Linked DNA regions of Ovis aries: region 1 is linked to region 2. The links are chromatin contacts, called in public Hi-C maps. All regions are on one chromosome and are shown on one strand. Each heading gives the region's core, a stretch centred on a gene start, on an enhancer-like site or on the middle of the called end of the contact. The rest is flanking DNA. Distances are from core to core; before and after follow the strand shown.

Region 1 (6,999 bases), core at 3,191-5,690, 130 kb before region 2:
ACACAGGTTCGATCCTTGGATCAGGAGGACCCCTGGAGGAGGAAATGGCTATCCACTTCAGCGTTCTTGCTTCAGAAATCTTGTGGACAGAGGAGCCTGGCAGGCTACAGTCCCTGGGGTTGCAAAGAGTCAGACACGACAGAGCACTCACCCACTTTCTTTTTTAAATAAAAAAATTGTCAGAAACAGATAAGACTATACTGTTTATTGACATCAGTTATTAACAGTTCAAGTCTCAAAAGGCTCTTTTTCCCTTTCTTTGAAAGTTCAGCATCATAGACTGAGATGATTTTCATTCCTGCGTGGGGATGTCTTGACAATCTAAAAATCAATGCAAAAAGGAAATTAAGGAGCTTGGTTTTTAGGGGCTCCTGGGGGGGCTTTCTCATGTTTAGTAGGCAAAATGGGGGTGGCATGAAATCTGATGCCAGAGATTCCATCTTTTGATACTAGGGTACAGAATGTCTGTTTAAGACATGTGTATCAGAAGAGAAGCTGAGCACATGTCAGAATTGACTGTGGCCAGAATGGCACTAGTGGTAAAGATCCCGCCTGCCAGTGCAGGAGGCATAAGAGACACAGGTTCGATCCCTGGGTTGGGAAGATCCCCTGAGGAAGGAAATGGCAACCCACTTCAGTATTCTTGCCTGGAGAATCCCATGGACAGAGGAGCCTGGTGGGCTACTGCCCATGGGGTCACAAAGAGTTAGACACAACTGAAGTACTTAGCACAGAATGAACGGGCAGGAAAGAGCATAAATACAATGCCAAGTGTGGCCAGGAGCTGAGGTTCAATGGGGAAAGCTCTGAAATCAGCACGGAGCACCAGAACTGCAGAGGCCAGAGAGGGCATAGGCAGAGGGTCCCAGGCCTCCAGGTTCACATCTGTGCAATGGGCACAATGCTGCAATTCACATGGTGGCCGGCCAGGAGGGTCCCTAAGAGAAGCAGCATCTGTGCAGCACCAAGAACACAGTACGGACCTGTCATGATTCCTCTCCCCTCTCTTGCCCACCTTCTCACTCTAGGCTTTCCCTTCAGCCCCCCTCCATGGCATTTGTGCCCTGGAAGGGGTGTGTGCATCAGGCATCCCGTTGCAGTGGACGGAGCGGGTGGAGGGTATGGTGGGGACAGACTGCCTCCCAGAGTGGGGGTGCTGGGGCTCAAGGCAGACTCAGGCTGACTGGCGGCAGCAGCTCTTTCAGAAGGCGCGCCCAGGCTCGCACCAGCCCTGCAGGAGAAGCAGAGATGACAGATGGGCTGGCCTGAGGCCCGGGGAGCCTCCTGGGCCCCAGGGTCCAAGGCACCAGCCGACCCCTTCACTGCAGGCACCGTGGTCAGAAGATGGTCCTGGTCTCACCCCTGGCTTCCAGCCGCTGCCTCGGCCTTTCAATCACCTTCCCTGAAGAGCCTTCCTTTTGGGTACTTTTCAAAAATATTCTCCGTTAGCACATAAACTACTGCTTATTTTCCTTTTCTAGTCTTTATGTTTCCCTCTGGTCTTTGGTTTATATCATTATCCATCTTTAACTGCCTTCATTTCCTTCCATCCACTGTTTAAAATTGTTCTGTTTATCTTTGCCTCAACTTTTATCTTTTAAAAATTCCTTTTATCGTGACTTGTAAATCATTTTAATTTCTTTACGCTGACATGCTTTTATTTTCCACATTTTAGTTTTCACTTATCTTAATCATATTTTCCATAAAAACAAAACAGCCTTTTGAATTTACATCTTAACATTTTGTCCCTCTTAATCTCTTTGCTGTTGTTGTTGCTGTTCCTTTGAATGTCTTAGTTTGGGGTAGTGGGCAAGAGGTTTCTGTCTCCTGACTTGTCTCACCTCCTCTGAAAGAGGGTTGCCTTGCCACATGGCACCATACTGGTCATTTTGCAATCGAATCCTGCCCCGTAGGCATTTAGTTCAAGTGAATTCAATTGTAGGGACTCAAGAAAAACCATGCGTACAAAGCGTGGGCTCTGTCAGCCCTCCCCACCGTACACATATGCCCTGGAGCGTGGATCTGGGCACATGTGCACCCATTCTGATTCTTGTACTGGAAGCATCTCATGCTGAGAGCATCTCTCACACCCACGTTTCGAGCAACAACCATATTTTCTGTACAGCCTGACCTCAGAATGCAAACCATGCTGAGCGCTTCCTCCGTGCTGAGTGGCCATCTGTGCGCTGCTGCGGGGCGCTGGCTGCGCTGTTGCTACTTAGGGCACATGGTTGCAAACGCCAAGGTACCACTCCCCGAGGGACTGTTTCCCCCACAGGTAGTGTTGATCATGCTTGATTTTCTCCTTGACATTGACTTCAGAGGCTACCTACCTGCTGCCTGAGACGTGACTCTTAGCTGACTCTCCTGCTCAGCAGGAGCTCCTGGAAGAGCAGACCACATCTAATTGTGCTTGTAGCCCAAGGGTACTCCTGGAGCACTGTAAGCCACGAGCGAGCAGGATGTGAGAGTTGGACCAGAAGGATGGTTGAGCACCAAAGAATTGATGCTTTCGCACAGTGGTGCTGGAGAAGACTCTTGAGAGCCCCTTGGACTGCGAGGAGATCCAACCAGTCCATCCTAAAGGAAATCAACCCTGAACATTCATTGGAAGGACTGATGCTGAAGCTGAAACTCCAATACTTTGGCCGCCTGATGCAAAGAACTAATTGGAAAAGACCCTGATGCTGGGAAAGGTTGAGGGCAGGAGGAGAAGGGGAAGACAGAGGATGAGATGGTTGGATGGCATCACCCACTCAGTGGACATGAGTTTCAGTAAGCTCAGGGAGTTGGTGAGGGACAGGGAAGCCTGGCGTGCTGCAGTCCATGGGGTCACAAAGAGTGGGACATGACTGAGCGACTGGACAACAACTACAAAGGAAAGCCACAAGGCTATGGTGAAGGTGTCAGGGTTCCTTAGCTGACCTGCCCTGGAAGGATGGGAGTGGGGAGCAATTCCAGCCCTGAAGAGAGTGCTGCGGGCAACCCGAGCCCGCTCCTGCACGAGGGTCAGCAGAGGGGGAAGGCGGCCTAGGGGGTCATTCCAATTCCGTCCTTCCTCTGAACCCCGCCAGTGTCACCTGGCGAGACCCCCAAGTGCTCCCAGGACGCAGGGTGAGGTGGGGGAAGATGGAAGCGGATTTGTGTGGGTCTAAGAGAAGACAGCCAACACAATCCTCTACTTTAAAGAAAAAATATGAAATTAAAATAGTTAAAACCAGAGCAAAAAGAAGAAAAAGGATATATTTTTTCTTTTAAAGATCAAAACAAAACCCACAGACTGGGAGGTTACAAACAGGCCCTTGAGCAGAAAAGATCCCCAAGATGATTTGACTGAACCTGGCAGATGCCTTATCCACATCTTAATTTACTAATTAAACATTGGGAGATTTTACACAGAAATCTGGATTTCCTGTTTTTCTCGAACAATTCCAAAATCCGACGTCATGAACCCATAGCTAGAGCTGGGAAGGTGCTGCCCCCTGGCGGGTCGACAGAGATGTGCACGATCTTCACCGCCCACCTGCGGTCTCACTCACCTGGGGTCACTTACTAGGATGCGCCCAGAGAGGCTGATGGAGCTAAAATGCAAAAATGATTCTAAGCTTTCAGAAACTGTTCAGGGCTCTTGCACCATAAAGGTAGTGTACTGATTCATCAGAAGAGGAAACTGTTTCTAGTTTCAGTTTCTGAGGAGAAACGCAAGTCCTTTTTCTCCTGTGATGTGCCGGGCTCACAAGCAGCTCGCCCAGCAGAGGGAAGGGAGATGGGAGTGATGGCTGTAAACCCACACCATGCGTGTTCCTGCTCTCGGGGCCTGAGTGCTGCTGAAGACCCTTCCATGGCTCCCCCTGGCCCCTGGAACAAGGGTTCTCAACAGGGGGGCGGATTTCTCCACCCCCACCAACTGGGGGCGAGGGGGCCATCCGGCAATGTCTGGAGACACTTTCGATGGTCATCACTGGCGAGCTCCTGCTGGCATCTTGTGGGCGTGAGCTAGAGACGCTGCTGAGCGCCCCACAGGGTGTATAGGACGTCCCTCCACCCCACCCTACCCTCGACACAGACCCATCTGGCCCTCGATGTCAGCCATGCCAGTGCTGAGAAGTCCCGCTCAAAAATAAAGTCCACGTTCACTCAGTGCCCTGGTGAGACTCCCAGTGCCAGCCTGGCTTGTGTCAGCCACCCCCTCCCTCTCCTCTGCTCCCCCTACACCGGGCACATACTCGGTTCTGTTGCCCACAAGCTCTCTCAGACATTGAGGCCTCCGTATATGCTGTTACTGCTCCCTAGAGCACCTTCACCTGCCCAGGGACAGCCCACAGCCCCAAGCATCACCGTACATGGCACCACACATCTTTTGAGGTGCTCCTGCCCCAGCCCCAGGCTACTAACGATCACCCTCCATAGTCCCCTCCGGTCTGAATCTAACCTATTGTGTCCGTGGTACTGATGGCCACTCGACACTGTCGGGTGACCACATGGCCACGCCCTCATCTCTAGTCGCCTTAAAGAAATCAAGTTCAAGTTCTCCAGAGCTGGCCTCCCGTCTCCAGCATCACCCGCAGGAAACACACAGCTCTTGGGAGGAAGTGAATGAGCCTGAAGGCTTCACTAGCTCACTTCCCAGCAGGAGCGGCTCTGGCAAGCGCCTGCGGTTCCCCACTCATTCGTTTTGTAAGTGGTTCCCGCTTGGCTTTGAAAACCCAAGAATGCAGGCAAGTTAATTACCATTTGGCATCAGTCAGCCCGGACTCACAGAAGTCCTCGTTCTACATATTTATTAAGAAATCCATCGACCCGCATTTTTCTAGACAGCAATTTCAGACACTTCCTGTCTCCAAGAAGTCATTGCTAATATCGAATTCCAGTAGTATGTGAAACCGTGGCTGGCAGCCAGTAAAACATGCTCTAAACCCCAGTCCTCCCTTGATAGCCGAGCAATTTGTGAGCAGCCTAACAGGCAGCGGATTCATTGAGCTCAAGGGGCTAAGCGTTCCTCTTCTCGTGAGGATGGACGGCCCCAGAGGAGCCACTTCTGGATGCAGAGTTGCTCACGTTCATTCGCCCTGTGTTCACGCTTCCAGAAGACCCAAAAGCCCACCTGAAGTGACAAGAGGAAGTGCTGGATGGCAGATGGAGTTTCTAGACCAGAGCCCAGCAGGTTGAGGGGGGTGAGGGGCTGGTGGCACCCCTGCCTGGTGCCACCCGGACCTCAGGTCCTCGGAGCTGAGAGCCCGTCTACCGCCCAGCGTGGCCTCGCTGTAACGTGGAGCCAGGCATCTTGTTCTTCCTCTCTGTGCAGATTTAATGCCATGTCTCTGGAATGCAACCAGAACTGCCGAAGCAGGGAGCCTTGGGGAGAGAAAGTGCCTCGAGCTGTAAATAGCAACAGAATGCAACCCTATGCTCTCTGTTGACGGGAGTTCCCTGGGGAAGGAGCCCTCCCCGCGGGAACAACATTGTCAGTCTTTCAGCACCCCCCAACCGTGGTCCGTGAAGAGGTGTGGATGGACAGCGCTGTTATTAGGAGGAGATGAGATGGGACTGACTGTCGGGATCAGGAAGCCCGCTGCGAGAACAGCCTGAGAGGCTGGGTGGTGATGGCCCCTGGAACGAAGGCCCCTGTGCACGCAACAGTGGGTGTCCCAGCTCCAAGATGACATCACCCAGCGCTCTGCACAGTGTGTCCCATAGATGAACACCCCAACCCTGAGGGCCTGAGTGATGATGTCCCCAGGGAGGCACGGGGCGTGGGAGGCAGAGTGGGGCCCGGTCCGGCCTGTTGCCCTCTGCACCGTGCCATTTCCCAGCCCTACCGGCTCGGAGCTCAGGCAACCAGCACTGGTTTTAAGTGTCTGTCTTAGTCTGTTCCAGCGACTGTAACAGAAACACTGGGTGACTTAAAAACGCAGATATTGATTTCTCACAGTCTGGAGGCAGGGAAGTCCACAATCGAGGCGCCAGAGGATCCGGTGTCTCATGAACCTCTGTTCCTCGGGTCTCACGTGGTCACTTCCCCTCCGGGACCCCACCTCCCTGGGGCCTCTTTTGTAAGGACACTAATCCCATCCGTGAGTGCTCCCCGCTCCTGACCTCATCGCCTCCCAAGTTGGGACCTGGCGTAAGAATTTTGTGGGGACACAACACCCAGGCTCCCGCACAGGAGCGGTACCTCTGCCTCTCCAACGCTCTGCAGGAGACAATTAGGCCCCACCCCGCCCCGCCCCGCCCCTCGCCACGCCTCCTACCTGGCTCCGCCTCCTTTCGCTTCCCGCCCGCCGTTCTTTTCTCCTGAATCAAAGACAGAAAAGCAGAAGGTTTGAAGGCTTCCAGCGTCTCAGACGCCCTGGATGCAGAGTCGCTGTAAGTCACCAGGCAGACTGACGTTTCTGGCGCCTGCAGGTCCCACATCCAGCCCATCCCGCTCGCCTCTTTCAGACTGGGTGACCCATGCCATTTCCTCTTGCCAAAGTAAATAACCTGCCAAAGGAAGAGTGTCAAGGGCCCTAAGGGGGTCTTTTTGGAGGAGGGGGTGTCAGACACCCCTAGATGAAGGGCCAGACGGGGCAGGAAGAACAGAGCCTATGAATTTCCATTGTTAGAGGCACAGACGGTGTGACAGCTGGTCCCCAGCCTCCCTGACCCTGTTTTGTTTCCACAGCCGGTTAGGGAAGGAGCTCCCAGGTAATTAAAACCATCCCTGGTGTTGAGACTGGAGGAATCAGCTTTCCTGCAGTCCAGCTTTCTCCCCAGTGCTGGGGGAGGGGGAGAGGCTGAGCTCTGGGAGGAAGGTGTTATTCAGGGGAAGGGTGGTGAGGACCCCAGGCCTGCCTGGATCTGGAGGCAAACCCTGGCCTTCACTGGTGATGCTGACACTCATGAAAACGGACTTTTGATAATGAAGTGGGGGGAGGGTGAAACAGACCCCGCTTTCTCTGCAACTTGATGCAAAATACAGACGATGGGTTTCTGGGCTAAGAGAGAGGGGGCCACATT
Region 2 (6,524 bases), core at 3,933-6,432:
AAAAAATGCAGACCATTTAAAAATACCAAAATATAACAAGACCAGTGGTTCAATTTTTCTACCAAGCAAACTTGTTTTTGCAAGGACCCTGCAGTGAGACTTACATGGTAGAGAAGAATTGCATGCATGGCATGCTTGCCTGGTGGCTCAGCGGTAAAGAATCCGCCTGCCAATGCAGAAGACGCAAGTTTGATCCCTGGGTAGGGAAGATCCCCTGGAGATGGAAATGGCAACCCACTCCAGTATTCTTGCCTGGAGAAGCCCATGGACGGAGAAGCCTGGTGGGCTGCAGTCCATGGGGTCACAGAGAGTCAGACATGGCTGTGACTGAGGAACAACATGCTCTGAAACACTCGCTGTTCGCATCTCTTTATGAATCAGGATAGTCTCTAAGCTGTAAGCAAAACACAGTACATAAATAATGTGGAAATTGAGATTCCTTTAATAAATTGCCAACCCTAACCCCAGTCTCAAATTTTTATGCTCCCCAAAGCGCTTTAATGTTTTCACTGTTAGAAATGTAAATTCTGTTACTAGGGGTTCATTTGAAACACTGGTTTTCCTACTCAGAATTTGGAGAACCACTGCGTGACATCATCACTCTCTGATTTTCTTACCTTTAGACCAAGAAGGTTTCACACTGTTACTCCACTTGGTACTGTGCTCTCATTGTATGTTCAGCAAAGGCAGTGCTAACACCTATTCACCAAAGCCTGAGAAGTCTAACGTATTTGCAGGTGCAAGTAACTTGTAGTGGTGTCTTGACAAGGACTTAGATGAGAAAGATTTGCTTTCAAAGCACACTTCCTTCACAGAGCTGACACCTGCTGGACGTGTATGTGCCAAAACCCAGCAGCTCCATGGTGAATATTTGCATACGTCATCTTTGTCAGTGCCCCACTACATTCATCTGCCTGCTTGTGATTTGAGTAATTAGCTTCAAACATAGCACCGTGATTAGAGGTGGTGAGCTGGTGGATGATTCACCATGAAGAAAATAGGCCTCCTGAGAGTAATTTAAAACCTACCAAGTGGTGGTACTTTCCATGAAGTGACATTTCAAAGCATTTAGTATTCTAGGGTGCGTTCTGGCAGTTCTGGCCCCAAACCGATTTAAATCAAAGTCAAGCAATTTGAGAGGATGCGGCCTTTCCATCCTGCAGACGGGAGTTGTAACTCAGCATTTATGTGGATCATACGTTGCCTTTTGTGGGCGCAGGTGATGATGGCTTGAAATGGACCCTCTCGGAATCAAGACTGCGATCTTGGATAATTAAATTAGGGTGTTACCTCTCAGCTTCTTTGAAACGTCTTTGAACCCTTCAGGAACCTAGGCATTCGTTTGACTTGCATGTTAGAGACTTTCAGTGGCAGCTACGTTGAGGCCGAGCTGAGCAATAAGTCACTACTGAGCTCCTGGATTCCTCCAGAGCACTGCCCCCACCCCCAGCTTGCAGCTCCCTGCTCTCCTCCCCTCTGCATCCAGACCCTGCCACACCACCGGGTCTTGAGGCAATACTGGGAGCGCTGAGGCCCAAAACAGTTCATAAAGGAGTCAGTGCGTCTGAGCCAGGATGTCCCTGGATGCTGCTGGAGGAGCCCGGTGGTCATGTCCCCTTCAGGGTCTTACCAGCCAAGAGTCTGAGTTTTCTCCCAGCGTTGTTCCACCCCACCCGCACCACAGTTACCTGGGGATGCATGTTAAAAACAGGTTTCTGGGCTCTATCCCAAACCTCGAGCAGGAGACCCTGGAATCGCAGTTCACGCCACCAGGTGAGTGATTCTTGGGGACACCAGAGTTCAAGAAACACAAGCTCAGCACCTGCCCTTATAGGACTGATCAGACCCCAAACATTCTGACAGTGACCCAGGCCAGCCCATTGAGGCACCAAGTGGACTTGAGGTGGGGCTCAGACCCCCCATAGTCCGGGGCTGTCTGCCACTAGTGCCCAATGGAGGGAAGTATGCAGCCCTGGTGTGCATGGGGAAGCAGAGTCCCCCGCCAAGCAACTTCATCTTGGACCCCAGGGCTGGGGTGCAGAGTGGCCATCTTAACTTCACATCCGGTGGCCCAGCCCCATGTTCCTGCAGGATGGCTGTCCCCTCATCTCCATACCTGCCTGCTGATCGCCCCCCACCCCCAAGCTCCTTGCTTGTTTGTACCGATGGGTCTTGGCTGCACACAGCACCTGGGAGAGTTTATGGTTCTGGGCAGAGCAGGTAATTTAGGAGCCCCTCTGAACTCTTGGCTTCAGTACCTGGGAGGACAAAATCCCAGGGCCTGACTCTTGTCTGGGGGCTGTCCCCGTTGACACCACTCCCTGGACAGAGCTTCGTCCTGCCCTGGCTAGACTGGGAGGCAAGTCTGATCCTCCGCTCCATTTCTGCCACTGTAGGGTCCTTGGGGCGGGGACAGGACTGGTGTGATACGCCCAGGGGTGTGAATCGGCCCCAAGCTCCCAGGACTTCTCTCTGGAGGTGTGACCACACTGCTCTTAAAAGTTCTCTTAGGACTTCCCTGGCGGTCCACCGCAGGGGGCCTGGGCTCAAACCGTGGTCAGGGAACTAAGACCCTGCACAGTAAAGAGACAGAAGATAAAGGTGTATTAGAGGAGAACATAGGCAAAACACTCTCAGACATAAATCACAGCAGGATCCTCTATGATCCACCGCCCAGAATTCTGGAAATAAAAGCAAAAATAAACAAATGGGACCTAATTAAAATTAAAAGCTTCTGCACAACAAAGGAAAATATAAGCAAGGTGAAAAGACAGCCTTCTGAATGGGAGAAAATAATAGCAAATGAAGCAACTGACAAACAACTAATCTCAAAAATATACAAGCAACTTATGCAGCTCAATTCCAGAAAAATAAACGACCCAATCAAAAAATGGGCCAAAGAACTAAATAGATATTTCTCCAAAGAAGACATACGGATGGCTAACAAACACATGAAAAGATGCTCAACATCACTCATTATTAGAGAAATGCAAATCAAAACCACAATGAGTTACCACTTCACACCAGTCAGAATGTCTGCGATCCAAAAATCTGCAAGCAATAAATGCTGGAGAGGGTGTGGAGAAAGGGAACCCTCCTACACTGTTGGTGGGAATGCAAACTAGTACAGCCACTATGGAGAACAGTGTGGAGATTCCTTAAAAAATTGCAAATAGAACTACCTTATGACCCAGCAATCCCACTGCTGGGCATACACACCGAGGAAACCAGAATTGAAAGAGACACATGTATCCCAATGTTCATCGCAGCACTGTTTATAATAGCCAGGACATGGAAACAACCTAGATGTCCATCAGCAGATGAATGGATAAGCAAGCTGTGGTACATATACACAATGGAGTATTACTCAGCCGTCAAAAAGAATTCATTTGAATCAGTTCTGATGAGATGGATGAAACTGGAGCCGATTATACAGAGTGAAGTAAGCCAGAAAGAAAAACACCAATACAGTATACTAACACATATATATGGAATTTAGAAAGATGGCAATGACAACCCTGTATGCAAGACAGGAAAAAAGACACAGATGTGTATAACGGACTTTTGGACTCAGAGGGAAAGGGAGAGGGTGGGATGATGTGGGAGAATGGCATTCTAACATGTATACTATCATGTAAGAATTGAATCGCCAGTCTATGTCTGACGCAGGATACAGCATGCTTGGGGCTGGTGCATGGGGATGACCCAGAGAGATGTTATGGGGAGGGAGGTGGGAGGGGGGTTCATGTTTGGGAACGCATGTAAGAATTAAAGATTTTAAAATTTAAAAAAAATTAAAAAATAAAAAATAAAGACTTTTTAATATATCTAGGATGGAAAAAAAAATAAAACCAGTTGAGTTAAAAAAAATTAATAAATAAAAATTAAAAAAAAATATATATATATATATATATATATTTTTTTAAGTTCCCCCACCCCCTTTCACGGCCCTTAGAACTGGTATGTGAGGCAAGTTTATGATGAGAGGCACGGGGCCCTAACCCCCAGCTCTGGGGGGACGGCAACAGGAATGAAAGCCAAGCACTGCCTTGGTTTTCTAGAGTCACGTGTTTTACAAAAGATGCTTCTGTGTGGGCTGGTTGGATGTCTGTCATGTGGGGTGGGAAGTGGGGAAAGCAGCTCCGTCTCCCTAAGTCCAGTCGGACTGCAGGTGCAGGACTGACCCAAGCAGGTGGGTCCCCTAGCTGGTCCCAGGGTGGGGGGTGCCCTAGGGTGTCCCTTTCCATTTGGTAACTGACTTTAAATGGGAAAGAGCTTCCCTGGTGGCCACAACGGTAAAGAATCTGCCTGCAGTGCAGGAGACCCAGGTTCAATCCTTGGGTCAGGAAGTTCCCCTGGAGAAGGGAATGGCTACCCACTCCAGTATTGCCTGGAGAAGCTCATAGACAAGAGGAGCCTGGTGGAGTACACAGTCCACGGGGTTGCAAAGAGTCAGACAAGCGAGCAACTAACACTTTAGATGGGAAACAGTAAAGATTTTTGGCTGGATCCCACACCTGATGACATGGTCATCTGCCCTCTGCTAAGACAAGTGGCCAAAGAGACTCATCTACATACTGGTGGGCCCTCCAGCTCATCAGGAATACTGGGCGCCTGTGTTCAGCCTGAGGGCCCAGGGAGCCTGGGGCTGACCCAGCCGAAGCCCGCCCACCCCGGCGCGGCCTGGCCGCGGAACTCATTCCAGCCTCTCCCGGAAGGAGGGAGCAAAACCGTCTATCCTAAGGCCATGGAGCCATCCTAAAAGCAGGTTGGACAGAGGCCTCCTCCGAGCAGGGAGACTGGAGGCGGGGCTTCCTGCACTTTCACTTTTCACTTTCATGCCTTGGAGAAGGAAATGGCAACCCACTCCAGTGTTCTTGCCTGGAGAATCCCAGGGACGGGGGAGCCTGGTGGGCTGCCATCTATGGGGTCACACAGATCGGACACGACTGAAGCGACTCAGCAACAGCAGCAGCAGCAGTGGATGCTAATAGAGGGCAGTGAAAGGCCTGCTAGGCGTGAAAAGGACGCCCCCCCCAACCCCACACCATGGCCTGGGGCCACTGGCTCGGGGGTCGGGATGAGGTCAAGCGTCCCCTGTAGTCCAGCGGGGTGGGGCCCCAGGGAGCGGGCACTCGGGGCCTGGCAAGCAGATTGCTCCCCTCCCCCACTGCAGGGTGATACAGGGGAAGCAATCAAGTGTCCCCGAGGGCCCGTCCACCTCAGCTGGAGAAACCAGGTGGAGAGGGTGGCTAGAGGGACACCCGTGACCCCCTGTCTGCATGGTCTGAGTCTCAGCCTGACCCCTCTCTGCTCTGACTGTGGCCAGAACACCTGCCTCTCCTGCTGGGATGAAGGCGCTGGGCCGGGAGCTATAAGAACAGGACAGAACCAGGGTGATGGGAACAGGCCCCCCCCGCCCCTGGCTTCCCCATGCCCGGCCCCACGCTAGGATGGCTGTGTGAGCCGTCGGGTTGAACACGGCAGTTCTCTGCAGTGGGATGTGACCATTTCACAGGTGAGAAAAGTGAGGCCGCCTGTTTTCCCCAGGGGTCCCAGGACCAAGGTTCAAACCAGGCCTCCCAGCGGGACTCTGCTCTCTTGGCCAGGCGAACTGGCAGGAATTTGCAGGAGGACTTGGTGGGCACCTGGTAGACCCCACTGCTGTCGCTGCTCTGCCAGGAAGCCGAGGCAGGACTGCAAGGTGGGAAGCGAGAGTCAGGGCCCCAGTGCACCCCAGAGGTGGACGAGTCCACCCAGGCAAAGTGACAACACGGCCTCTTCATGGTGGGTGGCAGGCCTGCTGGTCCCCTTGTTGCTTAGTCACTCAATTGTGTCCAACTCTTTGTGACCCTGTGGACTGTGGCCAACCAGGCTCCTCTGTCCATGGGATTGTCCAGGCGATGATGCTGGAGTGGGTTGTCATGCCCTTCTCCAGGGGATCTTCCTGACCCAGAGATTGAACCCTCTTGCGTCTCTTGCATTGGCAGGCAGATTTTTACTAGCACCACCTGGGAAGCCCTGCTGGTCCACCTGCTGGTTGCCTGCTTGGACTGCAAGCAATTTGACTCCACCAGCTCCAGAGCCCTGGTGGAGAGGGAAATGGTGTGGGGAGGGGAGGGTGATGAGTAGGGGGTCCATGCACCCATTTCATTGTTTTTGGAAGGTTTATGCACAATGGAACCATCCTGGCATCAAAGCTTCATGGTCAAGACAACCCTGCTTTGGGCCCCACTGATGTCTGAAGAGTGGTGTGTAGGCAGGGAGCTGGCCTAGACCTCCCTGGGGATTGGTGCGGGTGCCTAGCCTGACCCCTCCCTCCCACGGGTGGCCTTCGCCTGGTGAGAGACGCACACAGCCGGTGGACAGGTCCCCTCGGTGCTCTAGGCCAGGCAGGGAGATGGGAAGGTGCGCGTTTTGGGGTCAGACTCATGGGCACTGGAGGCGGGAGTGGGTCTGTGTGAATGATGACCCCAAGGTGGGCCTGCATCTCATACCTCCTGCACAGAGAGCTGCTGAGCGGG

What was found. Hi-C and Micro-C count contacts between places; a contact is called where the count stands out from the background.
Region 1: a contact with region 2 is called in a Hi-C map of liver, with 2.5 times the contacts expected there. The contact joins two enhancer-like sites. A contact is called at or near these places in 7 of 16 Hi-C or Micro-C datasets (hypothalamus, liver, muscle and 3 more).

The regions. Positions count from the first base shown.
Region 1 is chr10:33,319,877-33,326,875 of ARS-UI_Ramb_v3.0, reverse strand. No RefSeq gene overlaps it. Among named protein-coding and RNA genes, the nearest start is that of WASF3, 51 kb to the right of the region's middle. Within about 2 kb of position 4,440, at least 9 of the 54 cell types and tissues checked have an H3K27ac peak or open chromatin away from gene starts, as enhancers often do. A contact at or near this core is called in liver, where this site is marked.
Region 2 is chr10:33,189,934-33,196,457 of ARS-UI_Ramb_v3.0, reverse strand. No RefSeq gene overlaps it. Among named protein-coding and RNA genes, the nearest start is that of GPR12, 35 kb to the right of the region's middle. Within about 2 kb of position 5,182, at least 4 of the 54 cell types and tissues checked have an H3K27ac peak or open chromatin away from gene starts, as enhancers often do. A contact at or near this core is called in liver, where this site is marked.